2 separate regions of the Oryzias latipes genome follow, and region 2 is linked to region 1. A link is a contact called in public Hi-C data. All regions are on one chromosome and are shown on one strand. The core of a region is the stretch at or near the end of the contact, and the rest is flanking DNA. Distances in the headings are between cores, read along the strand shown.

Region 1 (5,617 bases), core at 807-3,306:
CACATTTTGAGTAAAGGAAACCTTTAAAAAATGTTTGTGTCCACACTGCCACCTTTGGTGTAACCGTAAACATTTAAACACATGACTCCAGATTATGATTATCGTTAAAATGTGGTGATTTAAGATTGTAACAATTGAACCAGAGCTCCTGTCAGATTTTCCCGAACTACGTCTTTGCCTCTATTTCAAAGTACCAAAGTAACAAATGTTAGAGAATCTGAAAGCTTATCTAAAATTCATTCACACAGCAAGATATTTATCATTTATCTGCAACTGGAAATGTAAAAAAGAAAGACTTCACCAAAAGAAATGGTTTTAAAAAATCACATTCATGTCACTTTTTACTTAAACCAAAGATTGATTTAGAATTATCAAACCTAAAATTCAATAGTCTTTTAAAATTGTTTTTGTGTCTCAAATTGTTTTCAGTTATCATTTTTAAGAACGTTTTTTTACAACAAAGTTGCACATTTGTTTTGTTGAGACCATTAGTTATATGAAAACCATTTTTCTTAACAAAAGAAATCTGAAAAGCAAAATGATAAATACTTTGCTTTAAATTATAAATGGAAATTACCCTTGATTGTCACATGGCTGACCCTCCAGAGTCATTCAAGTCCCCACGTTATTATTTCTTCTAAAATCTATGCATAGAGTTTTAGAATTGAGAGATAATCTATTTTCTTGATCACATAACTTAATTTTATTTGCTGAATTAGCTAATTAGCAAAAAGAAAGATGAGAGGGTTTTGGGTCAAAACAATATTAAAACTAATACAGAGTGTGCAGCTCAAATGACTCTTTAGAGTTAAAAGTGATTACACAAATAGGGTAAGGTTTATATTGGAATTTGTTGGTCACAGTGAGCAAAAACTTCTCTCAAGTATCTCAAGTCAGATATTTTTTTACTTTTTCTGCATTGATATTAAACAGTATTGCTAAAAGAATTTCTACAAGTAAATGCTGGTTTCCGCTTCTACTAATTATTTTTTAACCCATTTAACTTTTTGGTTTTGGTCTTTACTCCCCCAGAAAAGAATGCAATTTAGCTGGCTTGTCTCCACATTTGCCTCCTGGTCATTTCCCCTTTTTCATGCTTCCTGCTGTCTGTCTCATCTCTACCTCTTTGTTTTTCCCAGGCCAAGAGGAGTCGAGCTGCATTCCTCGGCCGCAGTGTCCCAGTGAATGTACTTGTCTGGAGACGGTGGTGCGCTGTAGTAACAAGCACCTCCACTCGCTGCCTAGAGGCATCCCGAGAAATGTGACCGAGCTGTGAGTTCCTTGGCATTAATTACACTTCTGTTAATTTCTTAATTTGACCTGCAGGTGGGATTCTTCCTGTGAGAGGATATGAAACAGAGCCAGATAGCATCAAAAACAGAAAAGGAGGTGTGATCAGGCAGTAGATGATAAAACAGAACATTATTTGGAGGGAAAGACACGTTCCCGCAGACGTTGTTCGTTCTGTGTTTTCTGTTGCCTTCAGGGTACTGATGTCACCCCCTCAGTCATAGCCAAGGGTCAGAATGCATTTGTGTGTTTTTGTGTGTATGTGCATGCATGGGTCCGTTTTTGTGTGTGCATACTTGTGCGGGGGCCAAAACCCTGTCCGCAGGAGCAAAGGGGAGCCACGGGACATTTTAATGAGCACTTTTCAATGGAAAGGGGAGGGAATGGAATAGGTCTGGAACTTTCTAATACTGTCTCAATTGGTTCCATTTGACTCTCGACTGCACACGCTCGCAAATGCACACACAACAATGCTCACACGCGCTGTGCTGGCCTCAAAGCATGTCATTGTCCCAGCAGGTGTGACCAGGTGTACCACTCTGTTCTGGGCTTTCATCTAGTCATCTGGAGAGTTCGTTACTCCATCATTATCCCAAGTGTCCCCTGCTCCGTCATTACCTATCATTACCTCTGAACCCAAGGCCTCCCAGTTAACCGCACCCCCCCCCCCAGCTGCTGCCTTTCCCACCCCTCATGCAGTCAACAACAATGGCAGGAGCCTGCAGCTCTGCTGAGAAGGAGTGGGCCCTAAATCAGCCATTTATCAAAGTGACAGACCAGCAGCAGAGCTTTGTGTTAGCAGTCAGCAGGTTGATTGCATACCTGCAGGCGTGATGTCAACTGTGGGGGCCCTGACATAATCAGAATGTTATCACATGTGTGTGCCTGCCCCTCAAGTCACTTCAGAAGTTATTGATTGGTTAGAATCGCAAATGAGCAAGAAATTCACAGACACATCACAGTTTACCTCTTTTTCCAGTTGATTTGTCCTATTTGTGTAAAATAGCTTATTCTTGAAATAATGTGTGCCTAAATCGTTGTTTCAAAAGCCTGTAAAGCAACAGTTTTTTTCTTCTAGTGTTTTTTTTTTTTGGGTGTGCATTTACAATGTGATGAAACAGAAACGCAGTTCAGGAGTATAGTTATTGGTTTATTCTAGAACAATTTCCTTTTTAAATTTGTTTTAAAAAAGAGAGGCGCCAAACTCTCTTGTCAACACATATAAAGTTTGACCATTGACTGTATATGAAAAATGAACTTGAGTGGCTGTGATGTCAGCCTTGGAAAATGGTTTACTTACAGCTCCAACCAAATGAGGTCAATTCCTTCCCCATTTTTTTACGATATGGATGTTGCCATGTTGGAACCAGAAATTGTCAGCAGGCAGTGGCTGGCCTAAATGGGTCTGAGCTAACATTTCTATAGCAACCACTCTAGCCAATTAGGAGTGAGCTTGTTGGCAATTGAAAGCAGGCTACATAAAATCTGTCAATCAAATGTTTCAAGCGTTCGATGGAAGACCACACTTTTATTGAAGCATCTGATTGGCCAGTTTATAACTTGAATAACTTGCACTGAAGGAACATTTTCATGGAAAAAATTAGGATTAGCAACTGTCTCAGAGAATGGTAATGACAGATAGATTAGCTGTTTATTTCTCTATAGAAGTCTATGGGATGTTGGCTTCTTACGCTTTGGCTTCAGGAGGTACTTACTATTTAGAACGCCAGGATGAAGAGTCACTCATCCCAGTTCTCATAAATAGTCAATAAGTCTGACAGACTTTGCCAGACTAAGGATGATTTATCTCTATATCTGTCTGTCTGTTTAGGTATCTGGATGGAAACCAGTTTAGCATTGTGCCAAAGGAGCTTTCAACTTTCAAATACCTTCAGTTGGTGTAAGTTTCTTTTCATCTGCCCCCTGTATTCTTCACAACTTTACACAGTAAACTAAGGCCTCTGTTTTTGCAGTGACCTGAGCAACAACAAGATTAACTCCCTGACCAACTCCTCCTTTGCAAACATGAGCCAACTTACCACTCTGTAAGTCCAACCACAGATGCAAAGAGTTTTTTTTTTCTTTGTTTCTGTTGCATGTAAAAAAACAACATATGTGATTATTTGTTCATTTCAGAATCCTGAGCTACAACTCCCTGCGTTGCATTCCCAAAATGGCTTTCAGTGGGCTACACTCGCTTCGACTGCTGTGAGTTTATTTTTACCTTCCAAATGCATCCTCAGGCGGTGTGCACATGTTTGCTACCATTCATGTTATTGTGTTGGTCTGAAGTAGAATTTTAAACACCTATTTTTAATCCACAATGCATCTTTTCTGGGAAAAGTTGACTTCTCTTTTGTATGCAAGTGTTTCTTTGGTGTCGCATAATTTGAAGAGAAAGCTCTAATCAGCAACAACTTCACTGGATTCAACTGAGGTTTTCTCAAAAAGAAAAATTCTAAAAACAGAAAAGAAGCATTTTGAGGCAAAACAAGTAATTATTTCCTGCAGCAAATGGTGAAGCAGATGCTGAGAATCTTTGATTGACTCCAGAGGAAAAAAGCTGTGTAAACAGTTATGACAGCCCATGAATTAACACACAAACACACACTCTGACCTATTTTCCCTCTTTAAATGGCAGCCATTGGGGCAGCAGCAGCCATTTTTTCTCCAACTTTTACTCCAACCACATATAGACCCTCAAATTGACCCATTTTGATCACCTCTAAAGGCCCCAAGCTCAATTCAGCCCGGAGGTGCGCCTCCTCGGGTGTACTGTACAAAATCACTCTGACACTGATTACCAGAAAATGTTTGCCCTGCAAACTGCAAAGTCTTCAGCTCGGCCTCAGACTTTTAATGGCTTAATGAAGTCTTTGATGGAGCGCTCTCAGTGACTACGGGCTGCTACATAACTTTGATGCAGATTGTAAATGAGTTGGACAGAACGATGACGAAATTCGAAAAGATTTAAAAGTGTATCCTTAGACACAGCAGCTGCACAAAGAAACTGCACGCCAATGTCCAGTTAGGAAAGCAAGATCTCCGTGAGACTGCGGATCCATCTGTGCATATTTATATATTTATTTTGTGTGTCTGTTTGCATAGTTTTCACATTTGTCATTTGCTGACTTGGTGCCTGCTAGCATGCGTGTGGGAGTCGACTTCTCAGCCTTCCATGTGTGCTCATAGCAGGCACACTTTTTATTGCTAACAACAAAGCTTTGACAAAGCTCGTTTTTACGGCGGCGTTCGGCTGAAGCCCTCCATCATTACAAGGCAGAAAGCATAAAGTCGCTTTAGCGTGGAAATGAGAGTGAAGCTTGGCCATCATTAGCTGATGCCGCCTTGCTCACCCAAGCTCGCCGCTTTGATCCCCTAATGAAGCTGCGTCCGTTTTTCTGCTCTTACTCACTCACGCCACCTTTGCCTTCACAAATATTCCTTTTTGCTTGTGTGCTAGACACCATGTGAGGCCCTGGTGCCACCCACCCCACATGTACCATACAGGCTGAGCCCTTACAGAGACACATGCACACCCATTTCTGAGGCGCACGCGGGCACAAATGAAGCAGAAAACTTTGATGTCTTTACGGCTGGTGTGATCAATCATAAGTCTCCCAAATAAACGTCAGATGGAGCCATGAGATTTTTTTCTTTTACTAAGCAAAGCTACGGGGGTTCCACAAATCTGAAGCGACAAAGAGTTCCGTTTAATAGTTTCAACTTTAGGACCTCCACAAAGGGTTCAAAGTTCAAAGTTGGAAGCGTCACCGAAAAACCACAATGAGATGCCAAAGACGGCTGTGAGCGGGACGCCGTCGTGTGTACTCACACATGCTGAGGTGCCAAAGCCTTTATTAAGCTGCACCTTTGACTTTACACGGTGATAAAAAGGAGAAGAATCATTAACGCTCAGTCTTCAAACAGACTAGTGGTCGGATGTTGTGCGATTGGTGTGCAATGGTTGAGGTTTGAGCTGCTGATTAATAAGCTGCTAATTGGCCTGCTGGGTATTAGGTGTGAGGAGACTCAGCCGAGACGGTGCCAGGGCGTGGCCTGGGAGAGTGCAAGACAGACAACAAATTAATAAAAAATCAAAAACAAATTCAACAATTTAAGTCCTTATGCAGCACAAAAACCTTAAGAAACCATTTAAGACCCACTCAGATGAAAATTGTGTTGTTGGTGTATTTACCATGTTCATGTGGTATTTTCCTGATGATGGAGGACATATATAAAGAAAAGGAGTCTTAAAACTGAAATTATGAGAATTTCTAAATTCAAATAGTTGTAAATCAGGAACAGACCCAAAAATGCTGTTGGA
Region 2 (5,617 bases), core at 1,897-4,396, 150 kb before region 1:
CCAGAGGAAGGAAGGCTGCAGTTTATAGACTATAAGGTCCGGTACAGACCTGGATTAGACCTGGTCCTGCACGGAATCACTTGTAATATTGCCAGCACTGAAAAGGTGTACATCTCATTTTTTTATGTACATTCTTTATTCGTGTGTTCAATAATGCATTAAAATAATTTCTGTCTGACTGTGTTAATATTTTCCCAATTTTCTCTTTTGATGTTTGTAAATCTACATTTAATTTGTTTTTTTCAAAAGAGAGGGGAGGCAACTAATTTTAACAAGAGGTCAAGGAAATTAGAAAACTATTTTTATATGTTTAAAATGTTAATGTTATAGTGAGTCTTACCTAGTTCTTGTTTTCTCAGATTTGGTCTTTGTTGATTTTCAATGTTTTATTTTGTTTTTTCTGTGCAATTGATTGGACATGTGCATTTATTCGAATCTCGGTTTTCGTTCAATATTTTTTTTTATCTTAGACTGTAGCACAAGATGTGAATATACAGTATAAGGCTTTCAATGTTCCTTTACAGCTATGACACAAAAGCTATTATAACAAAAATACATAAAGTACTTAGTTCTGCTGCTTCCACCTGCAGCATAAATGCCGGTCTCAATAAGCACTTCAGTCTAAATATAAAAGCTGGAAATCATTGTAACATTTGTAATTGATATGACACAGTTTGGGTAGCAACAGGCTATTGAGCTTTCAAACTGTTTTTTTTTTTTTCTTTTTCTTACAGATTGGTATAGTGGGGCGCACAGGAGCTGGTAAATCAAGTCTGACCAACTGCTTGTTCCGAATTATTGAAGCGGCCGAAGGAAGAATCCTCATTGATGATGTGGACATCTCCACGATCGGATTGCATGACCTCAGAAGCAGGCTCACAATCATCCCACAGGTATGAGGCCCATCGACACATTTCTCAGTGCAAGTCAGTTCCATTCTTGAGCTCTGATGTGTTTAATTTCATGAATCCAGGATCCAGTTTTGTTCTCTGGAATGCTGAGAATGAACTTGGATCCGTTTGACAAATTCAGCGATGAGGAGCTTTGGAAAGCGCTGGAGCTCTCCCACCTGAAGGACTATGTAGCAGGACTGCAGGAAGGATTACAGCATGAAGTTGCTGAAGGAGGAGAGAACCTGAGGTGAGAAAGGAGACTCATGAATGGCATAACAATGGTTTTATCCTAACAGTACAGTAAGTATCATCGTCCAAGAACAATTTACTTTCGAGTGACGGAAAAAACAGTCGTCAGACATGTAAATGATAGTCCGTCGTTTTGTTATGTCACTGTATACCTGTTAAAAAGTAAAGATATGTTTCTGTTGATTTTATTCCATCTTGTATTAAAATGAAAACCAGGAACTTTTCACATGTTCTCATCAACCAGGAGCACTGATTGATGTTGCTTTAAATTGTGAGCTTATCCGTGTCTTCCCAGCGTCGGGCAGAGGCAGCTGCTGTGTCTGGCTCGAGCGCTGCTCAGAAAGTCTCGCATTCTAATCCTGGACGAGGCCACTGCAGCTGTTGACCTTGAAACCGACAACCTGATACAGAACACCATCCGCAAAGAGTTTGCACACTGCACTGTCCTCACCATCGCTCATCGCCTGGACACAATTATGGACAGCTCCAGGTGAGTCAATGCTCCTCGCGAGGTACTCAACAGTTTTTAAAACTACTTTTGTCAACAAAGGCTTTCTTTAATGAGGAATTTTTTCTATTTTGAGTCGAATATATATTTTTTTTACTTTAAGGATTGTTTGCATCCTGGAATTTCAAGCCCATAGCTTATTTGGTTGGGAGAAGTTCAAGTCTGAAATTTATGTGAAAATCTACAAACAAAGATGGTAGAAGAAAAGACAGACAGAAGAGCTCCAACTTTGACAGAGATTACATAAAATAAATCAAAGACAGTAAACACAATTCAATAGAAAAAAGAAAAAATTCAGCCTTTGGAAAGAAATGCTACAGTTTACAGTGCAATGAAGATTTATCTTTACTTTTGAGTATGCACACCTGTTATACTGTATCTACAGGATTCACTAACGCATTTACAGATCCTTGTTTTTGACCTTTGCAACTCAAACAAATCCACTTTTGATATTACGACAGAAGATTCTTAGTATTCATTGAAATCTATTAGAAATGATATTTCTAATAGATCCAGAATTTACTGCTTTTTTATGACTGTAAATGTTGCCTTTAGTTTCCGACTGTACACATTGTTTCCCATGTTTCCTTCATGCTCATGCAGACAGCACAAATATACAAACTGATATTTTCCAATCAGAGCAGGATTTTCCCCCACTCGTCTTGGATAAACACTGCTCTGTGTGTGATCACTTTTAATCTGTGTTCTCACTCCACAGGGTGATGGTCCTTGATGCTGGTAAAATTGTGGAGTTTGATTCACCGAGCAATCTTCTTGGAAACCAGGGCTTGTTTTATGCCATGGCAAAGGATGCAGGGCTAACACAAGAATATACTGCTCTCTAATTTTATTCTTTCACATTGTTTTTTTCTGATTTAAGTACAAGTTGTTGTTGCACTTCAAATGATAAACATTGTGACGGATAAAATTCTGTATTTATAAAGCAACTTTTTTCAAATTCAGCTGTAAATGTTTTTATTTTAACACAAATAAAACTGTCTTTCTCAGAAAATCTTTTATTAAAATATCAGGTGTTTTAATACATCATAAACCATAAGAAGTTTTTTATTTTTTATTTTCTGTGTAAAACGTTCTGGATAAAACAAGCCTCACAGTCTCAGTTCTTGACTCTGACTTCTTGATGAAAACCAGTTCACACTTTGTTCACATTTATGAATAACATAAAATAAAAACTATAACTATAAACTTAAACAACTAAAAAAAAAGTTCATGCACCTTTAAGCATTAAAAGAACATCTTGACACAAAAAATAATTTGCTTATGTGCCAGTTAGGCAATTACGTCATTAAAAAACACTTGTGTTAAAATATCTTTCAAGTAATAAAATAAAATAATTTCTTTGGAAATGTGACAGTTTTTCATGCTAAATGTTTACATTTGTTTAAGAGGTGTGAGTGGAAAAGGTAGCGGCTTCTTTTTTTTTTTTTGCTTGTCCGACGTGACGTCACCGCATCACGCCCCCGCTCTCAGCACTCTCTCGGAGACAGGAAGATGTGAGCAGGTGAGTTACAAAGTCGATCTTTCAACGCTTAAAAAGACGACAAATTTACGCGATTCTGCAGACAAACAAGAGAATAAGTGCATAAAACCACAGCAGATAGTAATGAACAATTTTTATCTTTGAAGCTGTCTCGTTCTGTCAGCTGACGCTACTTTCATGAATTTTTGTAAGTTTATTGCTCCCCCCCCCGCATTGCAATTTTAACAAATTAGTCTGTTAAACAGACTAAAAATAATACAATTTCATGGAAAGCAAACATTATTTTTGCAAATGACAAACGACACATACCTGTTAAAAAAAAGAAGTTTTTAAAACGTTTACTGTGTGCAGGTGTGCCCTCTAATTAAGGTCACACAGGTGTTTCAGACTTTTAATCTGCCAATCTAACACAATGGACATCACATTTTGGGGGACTTGACCGGTCTCCCCAAAACCTGGTCCTTAAAAACCTCTGCCCTGCATGATAATTGACTTAACACTCCTGATTCAGAAGCCTGATAAGTTCACTGCAGATCTAGTGAGAGGAATCTGGTGTTTAACAGGATAAAACAGAGTATTTAATTTACAACCTGACCTTTAGTTACTCAATAGCTGATTATTTTACAATAAAAAAAAATATTTAAAAACTAAACACGACTAACAATTGAACAATACAAAAATTGGATTAAGCAAAAATTAAATTTAAAAAATGTATTTTTCATTTGATAAATATCCCCTCAACCATTTTTTTTTACTCAAGACAACTGACAAGCATACTGACAATTGTGCTTTAACCTTGGATTAAAATGCACATTTAATGAGTATAAATGTTTTATATCTATATTTATCTTTTCATTAGCTGTGTGGTAAACTGCCAAAATGTGCCATTACGATGGGTACAACCTTCAGCATCATCACTGCACAAATTACATATGTGCTCCACTAAGTAATGCTGCAGAAACCTCTGCATTAATGGACTCGTCAGACTGGCCCCCTTTCTTTAATTGATAAGAGCAGTGTATTCTAAGCAGATCATTAAAATGTAAAAAGAATTTACATCACCAAAGCAAATTGACTGGAGGAAGTGATAGGATTTCATTAGTACTAAATGGAGAAAAAGTCCAAAGGAGCTGCCTGACGTTCTCACAGGAGAATAATCACCTGAACTGCTTTTGCATCAACCTGCTTCAGTTCAAAGCATTTGGTTAAAGGCCCAGGGAGATAATTTTTGGACTACAGTGTTCCTCCGCGTATTCACGTTTCACTATTCTCCGGCTTCTAAGAAATACTTCTGAATCGCTACCAGCCAAAGTTTGAGTCCCTGTATAGAGAAATGGTCTTAGCTGACTCAGAAACAGCCGGAAAATATCCTGACACTCTGAGGAAGATAATCTGAAAGAATAATTATCATCTGGAGCAGATGTTTGACATGAATGAAACTGACCTCTTCTGGAAGAAGATGCTCCCCCGCACTTAAATGATGGATGAGGAACCACGGGCTCCTGGTTTTAAAGCAGATAGTGACAAAGTGACCCTCCTGATGTGTGTTATTATTGCCCTAAATAAAACTCTTTAGGTTGAGCAATATTCCAATGTTCTTTAAAAAATGTTTTACAAAGCACCAGAAATGTTTCAGAAGGGTTTTTGGAGGGTAAGGATCGGTGACGGACATTCTTCCACTGTGGGGGCGGGGGTGGTTCTCTGTATTTGTGGGGATTGCTTATTTGCGGGAATCTCTGGTCCCTAACCCCTGCAAATAAGAGGGGAATGCAGTATAGTCAAATATGAATGCAGTTTGTGTGAAAAATTGATTTGTAGTAAAACTGAATTAGGTGGCACCAACTTAAAGACCTACCCCAATCCTTTTTTAGTCTATTTTCAAAAGCGTTCCCAGTGGACCTTTAATTATGATAATGCCATTTTTAGCAACTGTGGTTTTCTAGGACATAGTTTCTGCAGAGCGGCAGTAGTTCATCAGAAATTGCCTCGAAGTTGTGGGACAAACCACTATGACAGAAGTAAACATCCCATTTCCCATTTTGCATCTGTTTACATCAGGTATAGGAGACTCCCAGCCTCAAGGCCTGGATTCTTGCATGTTTTCCAACTTACCCTCTTCTGGCATGTTCTAATTGGCTGGACATACCTGAACCAGGTAGTCAGTCATGAGTAGGGCTTGGATATTTGGAAATCATGCAGACACTGCATGTTCTCCCACTACCTTACAGCCACAAACAGCCCTAACCTAACATTAGTGGTGCAACTAAAATGGTGAGCTATCCAGCCGTTTGTGAAGCCAGATGCCAGCTCAGACGAGGAAAAAACAAACACGTTCATGGATCTATTTGTATGCAAGTGGATAAATCAAAACGGAGCGGAGCAGGGAGCTTCTAGCCTGCCGATAGTAGCCTCTACTTCTTTTTCACGCTTTTACCAACAGCATTTTTTGTCTGCTCCTGAGTCACA

The links. Hi-C and Micro-C count contacts between places; a contact is called where the count stands out from the background.
Region 2: a contact with region 1 is called in a Hi-C map of gastrula embryo, with 1.7 times the contacts expected there. The contact joins the promoter of LOC101165337 here to the enhancer-like site in region 1. A contact is called at or near these places in 3 of 5 Hi-C or Micro-C datasets (embryo, fibroblasts and gastrula embryo).

What each region holds. Positions count from the first base shown.
Region 1 is chr15:22,977,425-22,983,041 of ASM223467v1, reverse strand. slit1 (slit homolog 1 protein) reads left to right here. Exons shown (of 36, transcript XM_011484467.3): 20 at 1,140-1,272; 21 at 3,122-3,190; 22 at 3,264-3,335; 23 at 3,427-3,498. Among protein-coding and RNA genes, the nearest start is that of LOC101161575, 37 kb to the right of the region's middle. Within about 2 kb of position 2,056, at least 1 of the 8 cell types and tissues checked has an H3K27ac peak or open chromatin away from gene starts, as enhancers often do. A contact at or near this core is called in gastrula embryo, where this site is marked.
Region 2 is chr15:23,133,417-23,139,033 of ASM223467v1, reverse strand. It overlaps LOC101165337 (canalicular multispecific organic anion transporter 1), which reads left to right and starts at 3,146. Exons shown (of 33, transcript XM_020709601.2): 1 at 3,146-3,172. LOC101162066 (canalicular multispecific organic anion transporter 1-like) reads left to right here. Exons shown (of 32, transcript XM_023963755.1): 28 at 1-105; 29 at 735-893; 30 at 974-1,140; 31 at 1,438-1,632; 32 at 2,369-2,707. The coding sequence ends at 2,495.